Linked DNA regions of Zea mays: region 1 is linked to region 2. A link is a contact called in public Hi-C data. All regions are on one chromosome and are shown on one strand. The core of a region is the stretch at or near the end of the contact, and the rest is flanking DNA. Distances in the headings are between cores, read along the strand shown. Region 1 holds the start of LOC100278152. Region 2 holds the start of LOC100381442 (calmodulin binding protein).

What was found. A called contact is a pair of places that touch in the nucleus more often than the background predicts.
Region 1: a contact with region 2 is called in a Hi-C map of ear, with 2.2 times the contacts expected there. The contact joins the promoter of LOC100278152 here to the promoter of LOC100381442 in region 2. A contact is called at or near these places in 2 of 25 Hi-C or Micro-C datasets (ear and tassel).

The regions. Positions count from the first base shown.
Region 1 is chr3:204,802,984-204,810,346 of Zm-B73-REFERENCE-NAM-5.0, forward strand. It overlaps LOC100278152, which reads right to left and starts at 1,379. Exons shown (of 4, transcript NM_001320344.1): 1 at 1,248-1,379; 2 at 1-843. The coding sequence starts at 1,302. LOC118476742 (a long non-coding RNA gene) reads left to right here and starts at 4,496. Exons shown (of 2, transcript XR_004857350.1): 1 at 4,496-4,702; 2 at 4,823-5,374.
Region 2 is chr3:204,419,018-204,426,650 of Zm-B73-REFERENCE-NAM-5.0, forward strand. LOC100381442 (calmodulin binding protein) reads right to left here and starts at 3,186. Exons shown (of 4, transcript NM_001174281.1): 1 at 2,926-3,186; 2 at 1,357-1,679; 3 at 583-771; 4 at 1-452. The coding sequence starts at 1,662.

The DNA.
Region 1 (7,363 bases), core at 129-2,628, 380 kb after region 2:
TGCCGCTGTCATTAACAACATGGCGTATCAAATTGGTATTGTAGGTCTGAGCATTGTCTGGTGTGGCTCCAGTCTCCTTGACCGCCCCTTTGTTTGGCCACCCTGACTCAGTGATCATGATCTTCAAAGTCTTGAAGTTCAGAGCCATGAGCGCAAAGAAGATGGAATCGACCTGGGCGTCGAACATGTTAGTGTAAACCAGTCCAGTGTTTGGGTCAATCACATCCTGAGACTCTGGCGAGAACAGCGCGTAGTTGAGGGACACATTGCTCCGCGAGTTCTGGTACGCATAGTAGGGGTACAAATCCACCATGAACGGCGCCTGATTCTCCACAAGGAACTGGAGCATAGGCTTCAAGAAGTAGGCGTAGCTGCTGTTGAACGCCCCAGCAGACGGCGGGAACGACCGGGACAGTATCCCGAGCGAGTGGGTGCTGGAGATGGTGATCTTCTTGTGCAGGCCGGCCTTCTTGAGCGCGGTGTGCACATTGCGCATGGCTGGCACGACGAGGGCTGAGACGTTGGTGGGGCTCTCGGTGACCTCGGCGCCGACGGTGATGTAGGTGATCATGGTGTCCGGGTAGTATGGGAGGATGCTGTTCTTGAGCCATGTGTCGACGTTGGACTGGTACTGCGCGAAGGCGAGGAGGTCGGAGTTGGGGACGCCGACCATGAGCTCGACGCCGGTGTTGGCGAATGCCTTGATGACGTCGATGTTGGTGTCGTAGATGCGCACGTACTTGATGGACTGCTGCTGGATTAGCTGCGCCACCTTGTCTGGCGCCGGAAGGTCGTCGGCGTTGCGGCCGTAGCAGACGCCAATCTTGCCGCCGTGGCATTGCCCTGCGATTGCGCATGCGCTGTTTTGATTACCACCACCAACGCGAACGGAGCAAATGCAGTGATTGGGATTTAAAGTTCTCTTCTTTTTTCTTTTTTTCTTTTTTTTTAAATGCATCGACCAATCTTTGGTTCTGGGTTATCAATGGAAAGAACGAATATGTGTATGGATAGATTCGAATGGGGGCAGTGAAATGGAACGGAACATTCCCCATAAAAAGAGTACTCCATGTTTAAGAACACGCAGCAAAAAACATCCAGACCAAAGAGCAAGAAGAGTCGAATCGTGTACTTTTCGTCGAGCAAGCAAGGCATCTCGCCGTCCACGCGTTGCTAACAACACTAAAACAAGCACGCAACTGAAGGATCGTAACATTCTCAATAACAACAAGCCACTAGCAACTCACCGACGAGCAATAAGAAGAGGAGCACAGGGAGCGCCAGCATAAGCCGCCTCGCCATTGCCGACCGAGCGCCGAACCCTGGCACCGCCGCCGCTTCTAGCCCTCGGTGTCCGCGCTTGCAGCGGCAATGCGTCGATGGGCTGCGCGGCGGGGGCCTCACCGTTGGGGACTGGGGAGGAGAAAGAGAGCCGGAGAGGTGAGGATTGAGAGAGAGAGAGAGAGATTGAGGACAAGACGTGACAGGCACGGGCGCAGCCGCTGAGCCACTGGCTGCGACGCAGGCAGAGCAGAGGCTGCTGGATTGAAGTGCGTGACGGCTGTTGCGGGAGCGGACGCCAGCCGGTGGCTATGAAATGGAGCTGAGGGCGTTCAAACAAGGCCGGCTCAAGTCCGGAAAGGAACAGTGGAGAAACGGAACGACGAGGGCACAGGAAAAACGGGGGCGAGGAATGTCTGCTGGTAGGGAAGTGGGAAGTTGTCGCATAGGCCAGGACCACACGAACGCAAAGTGACCCACATGTCAGTCGCTGGAGTACGCATCGGTACAGCACTCCGTGAGAGGAGAAAGCTTTGTCGTTGTGGCTACGGCTTAGTACTGAAGTTGCGCTTTGGTCGAACATGCTCAATGCAGCTCTTTTGTTTCCAAAGCCAAATTTGAAATCTTGTTATTTACTGACTCCGTCCTAAAATATAATTTAATTTCGACTAAATATACATTCATTAATTAATTTATAAACATAATTTATATGTATATCTATATTTATTATCATCACGTTCCAATGTGAAAAAAAAGAGCTGAAAAGAATTATATTTTTGTACAGAATGATTATTTTATTTTTGGGCGTCTCTATCTATATGTCATCTGAAAGTAAAAATCTAGGACATAGTTTTTTTTTTTAAAAAAAATGAACTTCACTCTTCTAGCAGCATCGTATCGTTCACTTGTTGCAATGTTCCAGTACATAAACAGCTCTATAACTCCTTCGCTGACACTATGGCAGAAAATGAGAAAATAGGGACAGATAGGAGCGTGGGCTGCGGCCCAGCAAATTACCAAAGTGTGGTCGGGTTGGGCCTTAGCATAGAAGCGCGAGGTCCGCATATGCTACCAGGCCACTAATGTGAAGTGATTCCGGCCCTGGCCGCCACGCCGCCTTGTTTTCCACTTTCTCTAATCGTCTGCAGCTCTATGAGTTTCTGATGGAGAAAGACTCCAAATTTCATTTCTCTGGGTCTGAAAAGCACTGACGTCATTATTTTGTCTGATGATACTAGGGTTCCGTTTGGTTCACGAAATATGACGTAAATGATAATCGTAATAATTTACACTTAAACTTAAGTATCGACGATAACAAATTTGAATATACTGTATCAATTTTTAGTATGGTATCAAACTACGGTTGAAATTAAATAGACATAATTTAACGTTATTAGTTATCCATCACGTTACAAATATATGAATCTAACGGAGTCACCTAAATTTTGGTCGATGCGTCCGTATCTGATACGAATCGTTGTCTATTAAAAAGTTTTACACGTCTGCGTCCTATTCGATTTCGATCTCGAAGCTCACGTGTCTCTAGAGAACCATGACCTCGATATAACGCAACAGCATGTAACTAGTTTTTTTTTTAAAAAAAAAATAAAATAAAAAGTAGTACAAATCCTCGTCGCTTCATCATCTTCTCTTCTGGCGCGCTGCATGTGTAAGACGTAAGAGAAAGGCAGCGAGCTACATTCGCCGTCGGCACGTCACTGGTCATGAAGAATCACGATCTGGCTCCAATCCGCCGAACTACTCCGTATGACGACCAAATCATGGTCCGAATACCCATCCCTCCTTCTCCTTATCCATTCGGTTGACCAGCACAGGCATCCAATAAGAGATAACAATACATAACGGCGGCCCAGCTCTTGCCTGCCTGCCTGCTACCTGTTCCAATCCCAACCTCCGTCTCCCAGCAGCCGCCGGTCGGCCGCCCGCCACCTGCTGCATCCAATCCAATCCAATCCAAATCGATCCGCTCCATCTGCCCAACTGAATCGATCTCTGCCGCCGACTGGCGAATGGCCGTGCTCATTGGCTGCGGAACGGGCCAGTCCGGCCCGGTAAGGTCTATAGATGGCCAAAAAGTACGAGGCCCGTGAGCCCGGCACGAAGCCCGCTTTTTGGGCCCGGTCCGAGCCCAGCACGGTAGAATAAGCGGGCGGGCTTGGACAGGAAACTAAGCACGGCGGGCTAGCCCGGCACGACCCGTTTACCTCTAAGTCCGTTAAGCCCGTTTTTTTACACTTAAACGTGCTTACCGGCTTGTTTAGCCCGCTTTTTGGCCCGTTTTTTCGTGCCCGGCCCGTTTAGGCCCGCTGCGGGCCGGGCTTGGACAGAAAATTAAGCCCGCTGGCACAGCAGACCCGGCCCGGTTCTTGGCGGGCCCGCGGCCCGGTTCTTGGCCGGGCTTCATCGGGCCCGGGCCGGGCCGGGCGGCCCGTTTGGCCATCTCTAAGGTCACGCTACAGAGTACAGTTGCCTGTCGGATTGGGCCCGTCGGATGAAGCCGCCGCCGCCGCCACTTGCCTGCGACGCTGAACGTTTCCGCAGGAGAAATCAGGAGCTAGCTAGCTAGTTGTACCTATTGGCCGCGTGGCGTGGACTATGGACTCGAGCTGCGTCGCGTCGCGATCTTTCCATACGTTGCTTGGTTTGGAATGGATGCTCCGTTCGCTACTGAGCAGCAGAGGGAGGAGAGAGGTCGAGTCCGCGACGTCTCTTCGTACGTGTCGGGTAGGTTCGGACATGCCGTGAAGGCAGCGCTCAGGAACAGAAGGGGGCGGCTCTGGCTCTGACTGTGTCGTCCGCCGCCGCCGCCGGGCGCGGGAAGCTACTCCGTATCTAAGGGCATGTACAGTGGTGTTTAATGTGGGGGCTCTTAAAGTGTTTTAGGTGTTATTTGCAAAATAATCTTAGAGCCGTCTCTCCGTGAAGAGACGTCTCTGGCTCGTAAACCAAGTAACAACAGACGCCTCACTTCCCACTGTACGAATTTGTCGTCTGTTCTATCGATCTGATGCTATACAAATACATTTAATTCTGTATTTATTAATAGACTACGTTTATAGACACTCCATTGTACAATAGAGTCTCTTAGTTGTCTCCTGTGCTTGGAGAACCGTTTTGGTGTCTCTCCACTGTACATGCCCTAAGGACGACTCACTTGGCATCCGAAACCACCAGCGTCTCGGACTAGAGCTCCCACGACAGTGACAGCTGAAAATGAGAGCCCCATATGCTAGAGCCATGCATTCCACAGGTCATCCGACGACCTAGGGCTATAGCTATACCGAACGTTTGGATGCAGTCTTGTCACCCAAAATCCTGATCAGCGTTGTCCTAAAACGACTTGTAACCCTGGATTTTGCTTCGTCACTGCACGCGCCGCCACTCCCCCGTGAGACGGCAGGTAGCAGGTGTCCCGACTCCCGCCCCCCCCCCCCCCCCCCCCCCCCCCCCCCCCCCCCCCGAGGCATGGGTTCTTCGAGGCGCATCCATGATCTCTCGTCTATCTTTTTTTCCCTGGCAGGACGCGCGCGGCGAGCAGCGGTGAGGCGCCGAAACAGAAACACTATCCCCAGGACAGCGACGCGGTCGGTGGCGATCTGTGCGTGGACGATCCTGGCCGGGGTTCACATGACTGGCTGGCGCCTGGCGGGCACGCCTGGCCGCCACTCCATGGCATGCTGCCCGCGCCTGGCGTGGAGCCGGGGGAACAGCTAGTCCACCTTGTCTGGCGCCGGAAGGTCGTCGGCGTTGCGGCCGTAGCAGACGCCAATCTTGCCGCCGTGGCATTGCCCTGCGATTGCGCATGCGCTGTTTTGATTACCACCAACGCGGACGGAGCAAATGCAGTGATTGGGATTTAAAGTTCTATTCTTCTTTTTTTTGTAAATGCATCGACCAATCTTTGGTTCTGGGTTATCGATGGAAAGAACGAATATGTGTATGGATAGATTCGAATGGGGGGCAGTGAAATGGAATAACGGAACATTCCCCATAAAAAGAGTACTCCATGTTTAAGAACACGCAGCAAATGTTGAATAATTAGACAAATTCCAAATTAAATTCCGAATATAAATCATGACCAAATCAGAAGAACTGAAATAAAAGCCAAATCAGATGATGCGTACTGATTAGACTTACTGATTGTTGGCGCGCGCCAGGATCAGCTGGGTCGACGAGGTCAGCAGATCACGAGCAGTCGCGTGAAGACGCTTCCCAAAAACCTTATTCGCCCTCTCCCGGTGCAGGATCTAGAAGACGAAGGGTTCCGGAGACCTGCTCTCCTGATCGCAGATGCACCTCTGCGGTCGGGACGAAGGGAACTAAAAGGCGGCTCAGCTATGAAGAGAGGCGAAAGTGAACTGGGATCTGGGATGATATGGAGGCTGGCTGCCGGGCTCCTTTTATAGGGCCAAGTCCGCGACCCCCTGTGCTTATCCGCCCACGAAAATCTCGCAATTGATTGTTGAGATTTTATAGCGATCGGTTAGGATAAGCGTAACAGCCAAGAAACCAAAAAATCAAACGGCAAAAGGTAGTCGCGCCCCCGCAAGGCGAGGGGCCGGATTTCGGCGGACCATTCACGCGCATGTCGTGCGCCCGCGCCCTTCGCCCCGGCCCGGCCAGGCCAGGCCAGGCCAGGCCAGGCGAGGCGAGCGAGCGCGCGCGCGTGTGGCTCTCCACACTCTCTCCTCTCATCCATGACTTGGTGAGTGAGTGTGGCTTCCATATTTAAGCTAGCTCTACTCCACAAGAGCTAGCAATATGGTGCTATTGGTTCCACCTATCCCTTTGCCATCCACTTATATGGGCTTTTGAGATTTTCCTGGAATTATTAGAAATTCTTAATTGGGCCAAGCCCATAAATCCTAACAATCCCCCACCAGATCTCAAATGCCCATCTGCAGTTTTCGCCACTGTTCACTACTGTTTAATATACTAGTTTTTCAGCAGAGACTGTTAAGTTGAACTTCCGCCTAGAACTCCAAGTTACACCAACCCACAACTTGGACAATGGACTATGCCTTGAATTGCAAGTTTTGCGTGAATGGGTTTCACTTGAAGTCATGACCAGTACTTGGCTACCAGTAGTCCCCTTCTCGGGTGGAGCATATACGTCGTACTCCAAGGTCTCTTCATGAGTTTACTAGAGATCACCCAAATCTCATAGACTGCGACGTTAGACAGTCTAACTCATATAGGTGTGTTCTTTCAAAGAATGTTCTGCAGGACAACATCTTCGCTAATACAAGCCAACAGAACACATTAAGGCACAAAGCCAACCTGCCTTACAGCATTTGAGAGTATTGCATCTTTACTTAGAGAGGGTCAAAAGTTACTCTCCTCAGTTCACCAATGGCTTGTTCTTCCCAGGACCTAATTCACGGGATCTCCGATCACATAGACTGGGTTTCCACCATGGCAACTTTATTCGGGTCTCATACCCATCTCTCTCGATGCGATTTCTATCACATTACGTGGTAGTCCCTTGGTAAAAGGATCTGCCAGATTTTTATCTGTTGAAATATAAGTCACACTTATAACTCCGGAGTTTCTCAACTTTCTGACAGACTTCAATCGTCTTTTGACATGTCTTGATGACTTTCCATTATCCTTAGAACTCGTCACTTTAGCAATCACTGTCTGATTGTCACAGTTCATAAGGATAGCTGGTATTGGTTTCTCAACCACCGGCAAGTCCATCAAGAGTTCACGCAACCATTCTGCCTCAACGGTTGCTGTGTCAAGTGCAGCTAGCTCGGCTTCCATGGTTGACCTCGTCAAAATGGTCTGCTTGCATGACCTCCATGATACCGCACCTCCACCAATAGTAAAGACATAACCACTGGTGGCATAAAGCTCGTCTGCATCAGATATCCAGTTCGAATCACTATATCCTTCAAGTACTGCATGCTGACCAGAATAGTGAATTCCATAACTCATTGTACCTTGCAGGTAGCGCATAACCCGCTCAAGTGCATGCCAATGATCAGTCCCGGGGTTTGACATGAACCTACTCAATTTGCTCACAGCAAACGAGATATTGGGCCTTGTTGCACCAGCA
Region 2 (7,633 bases), core at 1,936-4,435:
TCCCGCTGCGTCGCGGGGCGCCGCCGCGGCGTGCTGGCCAGCTGGCTGTGCTCGACGCTCTTGGCGGGCGAGGAGGAGTCGTGGGGGGAGGCGAGCCGGGGCGTGCTCTGCGCAGTCTTGGAGCCCCGGGGGTCGCGCTCGCGGTCGCGGGCGCTCTGCCGGAACGAGACCCGCGCGGGCTGATGCTTGCCGTTGCCGCCGGGAAGGGGCGAGCACGACGGCGTCGGCGCCGCGTGGCGGTGGTGGTACTCTGGTAAGCCATCCGGGTTGTACTTGTACTTGTTGTACCTGCTGGTGATCCGTGAGGACCGGGAGCGGAGGTGGCAAGTGTCCATCTCCACGATCCGCGGGCTGCGCTCGTAGATGGAGTCCGAGCTGTCAGACAGCATCCGGCGGTGCACCGGCGCCGTCGCGAGCGGCTTCACCTGGACGTCCCGAGCATAGACCCTCTCCTGCACGAAGCACGACATATATAAGATCAACAGAACCCAGGCCGGCGCCCAGCCCCGAGGTGCAACTTCATCAACACGAACGTCGTGAATCACATGCAGCAAAAGTTCGAGAGAGAGAGAGAAAAAAAACCATGTGGGTTACTTCTTGTTCCATGGATCTCCGGTACGATGCATTCTTGACGGCGATGGAGTCGGCTTGCAGCCGCATGAGCGTCTGCAGTCTGTGCAGCGTCATGGTCGCCTGCTTCCTCACCAGGTAGCCCCGTACCAGCGCCTGGATCTTGACGAGCGACCGGAGAGCTCGGAGCGCTCTCCTAGCCTGACACCAAGGATTCGAACACATTGTCAGACTCTCCCTCTACGCCAATTCATTCAAAAAAAAAACTGTTGTCGTCCGTATATTATATTATAAACGAGTCCGGATTAGGTAGCGAGGCTCATGTCAGACTACGCGATAAATCAACTGCTCTGACGCCATACAGGGATTTGGTGGTACTGTGAAGTCTTCGGCGGCGCAGAAGAACACAGTAAACAATTGCGCGACGGATCGACGTGCAGATTTTGTATAGCAGAACGACTGTGTACCACATGGAAAAGAAAAAGGGAGCAGGAGCAGAAGTGACATCACATATGTATGATACAACAGCAGCCTCGCCCACGATAGGCAAGCCACACAGTAGCAAACAAAACAAAAGTCCTGAAGGATATGGCAAAAAAATTCCACTGAAAGAGGCGTTCGCATCATTGCACAAAAAAGAAACTTCTATACTTCATGACCTTTTTGCGCAGTTTATTTTTTAAAAAAAAAAAACAAACAATACTCCTCGCGTACGTACGATACGAGTGAACAAACCAGAGAGCGAGAAGAGTAAGCCTGGAAGCTCGGTTCGATCGCACTACGTACCAGGTAGCCTCTGAAGGTTTTCTGGATGGCGATCGCGGCACGGTGTTCTCGAGCCCTCGCGTCCTCCCCTGGCCTCCCCACCAGCTGCGACCGTTCCACCGCGGCAGCAGGAGCGACGGCGTCCGGACCCGACGACCGCGCGCCTCCGCCTCCGCTCTTCCTCTGCTTCGCGAAGCTCCACCTCCTCTTCTCCTTCTCCGGCCCGTCGCTCCAGCCGCTACCGACATGGCTCACCTCGAGTCCTCCTCCGCGCTCGTCCTTCCTGCCAGCCAGTAGCTGCCTGAGCCACCTCACGACGCGCCTCATGCTGCGCCTGCGATTCTCTGCGCACGAGAAGAACGCAAGGAAGAAAGAAACCGGTCAGCGGAAGGAAGGAACGGGGTGGGGGGCAAGGCAACCGTGCCGAGATGGGAGCCTCAACGGGCGGAATTCATCGACGTACGTAGGTAGGAGCAGGAGCAGAGCAATGAATCGAAGAAGAACTGGAGTGCCGCTGCAGATGGGAATTTTGAAGGAACGCAAACCTTTTTTTCTCTCTCGTTCGGTAGGGGAACGGCAGAGCTGCCAAACGGAGGCCAATTGTACGAGCGGATTGGAGCCAAGATCGGCTTGCACCAGCGTCAGAAAGAGAAGCTCACGAGATGGGAGCGAGAAACTTTGGAGCGGCGGCAAAAGAGAGGGCTTGGAATTAGGCAGCAGCAGATGACAGCGCCCCGGCGAGGTTTACGCGCGGCCCTCGTGCAGTGCAGGTCCAGCCCCGAAGAGGAAAACCACGTCCGCGCGGATCAGGCTGCCCGCAGTGGCTTACTGGGAACGGCACGCTATAAATATAGAGTTGAATAACCGGCCGCAGTGGTGAACTGGTTGAGTTACTGTAAACGCTACTTCCAGAGTTTGAACGAGCGCAGCCCACGATAGGTGCTGGGGCCAAAGCAAAGGACATGTGTGGTGGGGCCCACGGTGGGTATTTTTGATATATATTGATAAAAAATATGATAGTTTATATAGAGTTGAGATATAGAGTAGTTGTGGATGCGGGAGTTTGGCTACTGTATTTTAAAATGTTGATGACTAGAATAGAATATTCCTTGTAGAAATTTAGAGTAGAATGAGTGCGGATAGCCTCTAGCATGGCATGTGGAGCCGTAAAAAAAAAAGAGACAGCAGCGATCCCCACACAGCGGCGATCGGATTAGTAGGAGGAGGCGAGCGCCGGAACTGACGCGTGGGCCTCCACGACTCGGCACCGCACAGGTCATTCGCGTGGCGTCCCCGGGCCGGGCACACCCAAGACCCAGATCACGATCACGAGAGATTCCCCCGCGCGCGCTCTGCTCGCCCGTCCGAGTGCAGTGCAAGCCAACAAAACGCGCGGGGCGGGATGTTCCAAACGACCAGCTCAGAAGCGCAGTGTTGTTGCGACTCGACTGTCGACTCCCGCCCCGCCCTGCCAAGGCAGGCAGGCAGGCACACATCACATGCCACCCCCCGACGGTGCGTGCAAGGGGACAAGGACGTGGAGCCGGTAACTAGCAGCGCCCGGCAAAAGTGAAAAACAGGGTCACGCACCTAGAACGGCCGCCCGGCGCCGGTCACCGGGGAGGAGGGGGGGGATCAGATCGGCCGGCCGATTCGATGACGCCAAGATCTGCCGGTCGTGGCTTCGCGGGCGCCCACTGGGACTGGGGTAGCGTCTTCTCTTGGAAGCGAGCAGAGCACGCACGCGGGGCGCCGGGCGACCTGGATCCGCTCTGCGGCTGCTGCTGGCAACTCGGGGGGCGGCTCCGACCCTCCCTAGGACGCGCGCTCGCTACACCTCGCGCTCATGGCTGCAGGCTGCTGCTGCCCGCGCCGGCCCGGCCCCCCTCTTCTATACTATACCGTGATCTCTGGTCGCCTGACCGCGCGCAGAGAAAGTCGCCGCGTGAGAAGACGAGCGGTACTCTTTTTCTTTTCATTTTTTTGCAGTCATGCGTGCTGCCGCGGCCAGTACGTGTGATCCGGCCGGCCCAACGTTTCCTTGCGCCACGAGGCACTTCATGGCCCGACTGACTGGCTAACCACCATACCTAAATGGTCAACGATCCAGAGGTACCAACAGTACTGCTGATGGGACACAGGCTTTTGGGACGGCAACGGGAGAGCTGCACCTGCATGGGCGCCGGTGTACATGGGTTGTACTTGTAGATCTCGTCTCGTGGTGCGCCTTGCTCGGTTTCACCATGGTCTACCAGGATCCGTGGGCTCGTACAGTCGTACAGCCGACGAAGCTACAGTTGCTGCCAGCAGCGTCACCGTAGGATCCTCGAAATCTTTTTTGGGGTGATGAATAGTCCCAGATTCTCAGTCCCGTCGAAACTTTCTTTGACCTGCACAGCACGGCTGCAACTGCACGCTGTGCATCGTCAAATTCAAACGTGGCTCCCCCCACCACCCCCCCCCCCTCCAACAATTATGGCCTACATAAGATAACGACCTGTCTGGCGATGTACAGCCGGTATCAGTTTTCCTCCGTAGCGAAGCTTTAAAGGCAACGTGCAATATATATGTCCAAAAGGGTCTCCTGGCCCGACCCCCTCAAGCCCAGCTGAGTCACAACACGAGGTCTAACCTAATCCGATTCAATCTACGGGTCATGGCTCGTATCATGCCGGCCCACATGCCACCGACAAGACATAGGGCAAAGGTCGTTGTGTTGTTTATCATGCTAGTCTGGCTCGTGCCACCTCGCTCGACCCGAGCTCGGTTGATGCACGACACGAAAGGGACAGACATGGGCCAACTCATTTCGATATAGGGCCATATCATGCTAGCCCACTGGAGGCCCAGGCACAACCTGTTAGGTTGTTTATTATGCCAGGCCGACCCATGGCTCGCCGGGACTATGACAACCCATCACATTTCAACAACAATAAAGCCTAAAAACATGTAAAAATAGGGATATAAACCACGGTGGTTGGCTTTAAAAGACTATATAGATCCATCTAACCAACAAGGCACATGTATTTTTATGTTTTATACCTTATAATCATGTGTAATATATATACATGGTGGTTGGCTTAGCTCCATGGGCACCGTGATGGTCCTGGCGGCAATCGGCTCCGGTGGGGATGGAGAACGACGATGGCGAAGTCCTGCGACAGTGGGTGGAGGAGGCGGCGGTGCCGCCAACTCGATCTAAATGGGCACAGTCACCAACGATTTCGCGTCTCCCGTCGGCACCAGCGGTGATGGGAGCGAAATGGGGAGGCCACATTCGAGCTCCGGCAACTACACAACCGCAGACCATCCGTGAATCACGTAGAAGTGCACGATGTGCACTTGGACACGACGTGGAGCGGGTGCAACCACCAGCGGCATCACCGACGCTTGACCAGAAGCGTATGTCTCCAACAACGCATCATCGATGATACGAAGAACTTCACGCATACGACGAAAACGAAGAGAAACGGTAGGCTCCATGCCTTCAACCTTCTCCAACAGCGAGCGATCTCTTCTTCCCTTTGTTCTCGCGAGCACGAGCACATGCTGATAACGTGTTGTAATATAGTGAAAACGAGATTGAGAGAATCAAATGACAGAGATTGTTCTTTATTGAGGGATGTGTTCCATTACATACAAAGCACAAGGGTGCTTGTGAACACACAACTGTTCACAATATGTAACTGCGGTCTCTTGGAAAAGATCACATGTTTCCTTTTTTCTAACAATATACTCCTACCGTCCTACGTACAGTTACATATTCCCTGGAAAACGACAGCGAGCTGCCGCCATTCCCATACACATACAGTCATTGCATCCATCGTGGATGCTACCGAGTGCGTCGGCCGCGGATCAGACAGCGGCAGCATCAGCTGCATGCTACCTAAAACCACGTGCGTCTTTATGTGGCCTTGAGCAAGAATTCTCCTTTATTTGCTGGTGAGAGACATTAGCAGCAACCACCAAAATACACACTGCAGGTTGATGCATAAGGTCCATGCATGTTGACTTGTTGTCGCCTCTCGTTTTCTCTCCTTTTTTCTGGCTACGAAAAACGGGCGCCCTGTCATGTTGTCGCTGCCCTAACTAACTTGCAGAAAACCCGCTGCCGACCTGTCGTTGCGCCGTACGTACAATACGGACTTCGGAAAGTACCACTACTCCTAGTAGTAGCGATGTGTTGCTCGATAAAGAGTAGTAAGTATAAGTATACTTACATCGTACATATACGTGCACCATTTCCTTTAGCTGATTGAAATTAAAGCCAGTTAGATTATCTCTAGCAGTTTATCTATATAGCCGTACAAAACAGTATATTTACACTGTAAACTGTACTGTCTGTAAAATTAAGTTTAACGATATAAAGATGAGCCATCAAGATGGTCAGCCGGACGGGAAGTATGGCAAGCGTGCGAGTCCGGCTGCGATGGAGCCGGGAGAACCACCGGATATGTGCGAACCTGAAGCGGCAAACGTGCGAGTCTGGCTGCGACTGCGATGGAGCTAGGAGAACCACATGAGAGGCATAGTACGTGCATGGCAGAGCTATAGTTTTTGCCAAAATATCTGTGAGTCATGGCTAAAAAAAAGCTGCTATGAGATCCGCGGTGTGAAAAAAGTCAAAGGTTTTTTTTTATTGAGCAGCCCAGCCGTGACTTTTTAGGAAAACTGATTGAGTGGCCGATGCAATCGCAGTAATCGCATCGTGCAGCGCAGGCAAGTCTACGTGCCTGACGGTGCACGCATTACCAGTAGCTAGGCGACGTGACCCTTTTCAGGCTACCACCAGCGTACTCCCTCGTCCAAAAAAATAAGTATACTTCCGTAATTTGAGTTAATAAATCAATATTAGTATATATATTGTATTTATAAGAAAAGAAGTAAAAAACAACTAGAATTTAGACGGTTACATTCCTAGATGTATACTTTTTTAAGATAAAATTTTAAGCTCTATGCGTGTATTTATTATAGAACTAAGAAAGTATGTACTCCTCAGTCCATAAAGAATGCAATTTGAGCACAATCTCATATTTTAGCATAAAATTTAACCAATTATAAATAAAAAAGTCGATATTTACAACATTAAATAAATACTATTAGATTAGTTACAAAATACATTTCATAGTAAAATTAATTTAGAGTTATAGATATAAATATTATTTTGTTTCTAAAATTTTGACCAAATGTAAATGGTACGGACCTACATTAACTTTTTTTGACAGAGAAGGAGTACACGCTTCATGTACCGTACGGTGAATGACAGCACGGGTGCACGGTGCTGGCCACTGGAGCTGCATGTTCGCCACGATCCGCAGTGCTGAATTAAAGGTGCACCATGTACCTCCCGTTGCAGTTGTTGTATGTGCTTTAATATTAGTAGCACGTTTAGGTTTTGAGTTTGGTCCAGTGTTAAGATTTATTTTGGTTGGCAGACCATAAAATAGTGTTAGGATGTTACTTAAGATCACTTCTAGTAAAAAATTATATAACATTATTTCTAATATAGGATAAAATAAAACATAGATGAAGCACCTACATTTAATACAATGTTTTATTGTCTGTATCATAGACAATTTAATGACTCGTGAAGAATTATTAATCACGCCAAAGGAGATAAAACTCACTTTTGATCTCTCTTTTTAAAAACATGATCATATCTTTAAAAAACCATCTATATGGGAGCCTATTAAATACAAATGAAATTTAAATAGAACTCCAATAAGACTAGTCATTAGGAAAGAAATGTACCTGCTTATTCATAGGGCAAAGGAGCATTTTCAGAATGTTGTGCCATCTTGGTTAGATAGCTAGGGCGTGTAACTTTTTCCTCTCTTTTCTCTCCACCATTCTCCTTCTTATAAAATGTCTAAACAACATTTTTCATTCATTAATCTATCCAGTAGGGGAGTCCACACCCCCTCCTGTTACCATAAAAATATATACGACCGGACTTATTATCAATCTAATGGCATTGGTCGTTGGTCTAGATTGAGGTGCAATGTTATAGGTTTGCACTATTAAGATCCAAAAGTTTCTCGACTTGTAAGTTTAAATTTTTCCAACTTAATATCAATCATAGATGTCCTAATTAACCGCCCTGCCCGACCTCTTCGGGGCTTCAGACTCAATAAAAGCGAGGCCCCACGAGGCCAGACTAGGGGCCTGTTTGGTTTACTACGTAATTTGTCACACTTTGCCTAACTTTTCTGCTCAAGGTTAGTTCTTCAATTCGGAAGACTAACCTTAGGCAAAGTGTGTCACAGTTAGCCGCGAACCAAACTGGCCCTAGGTATGG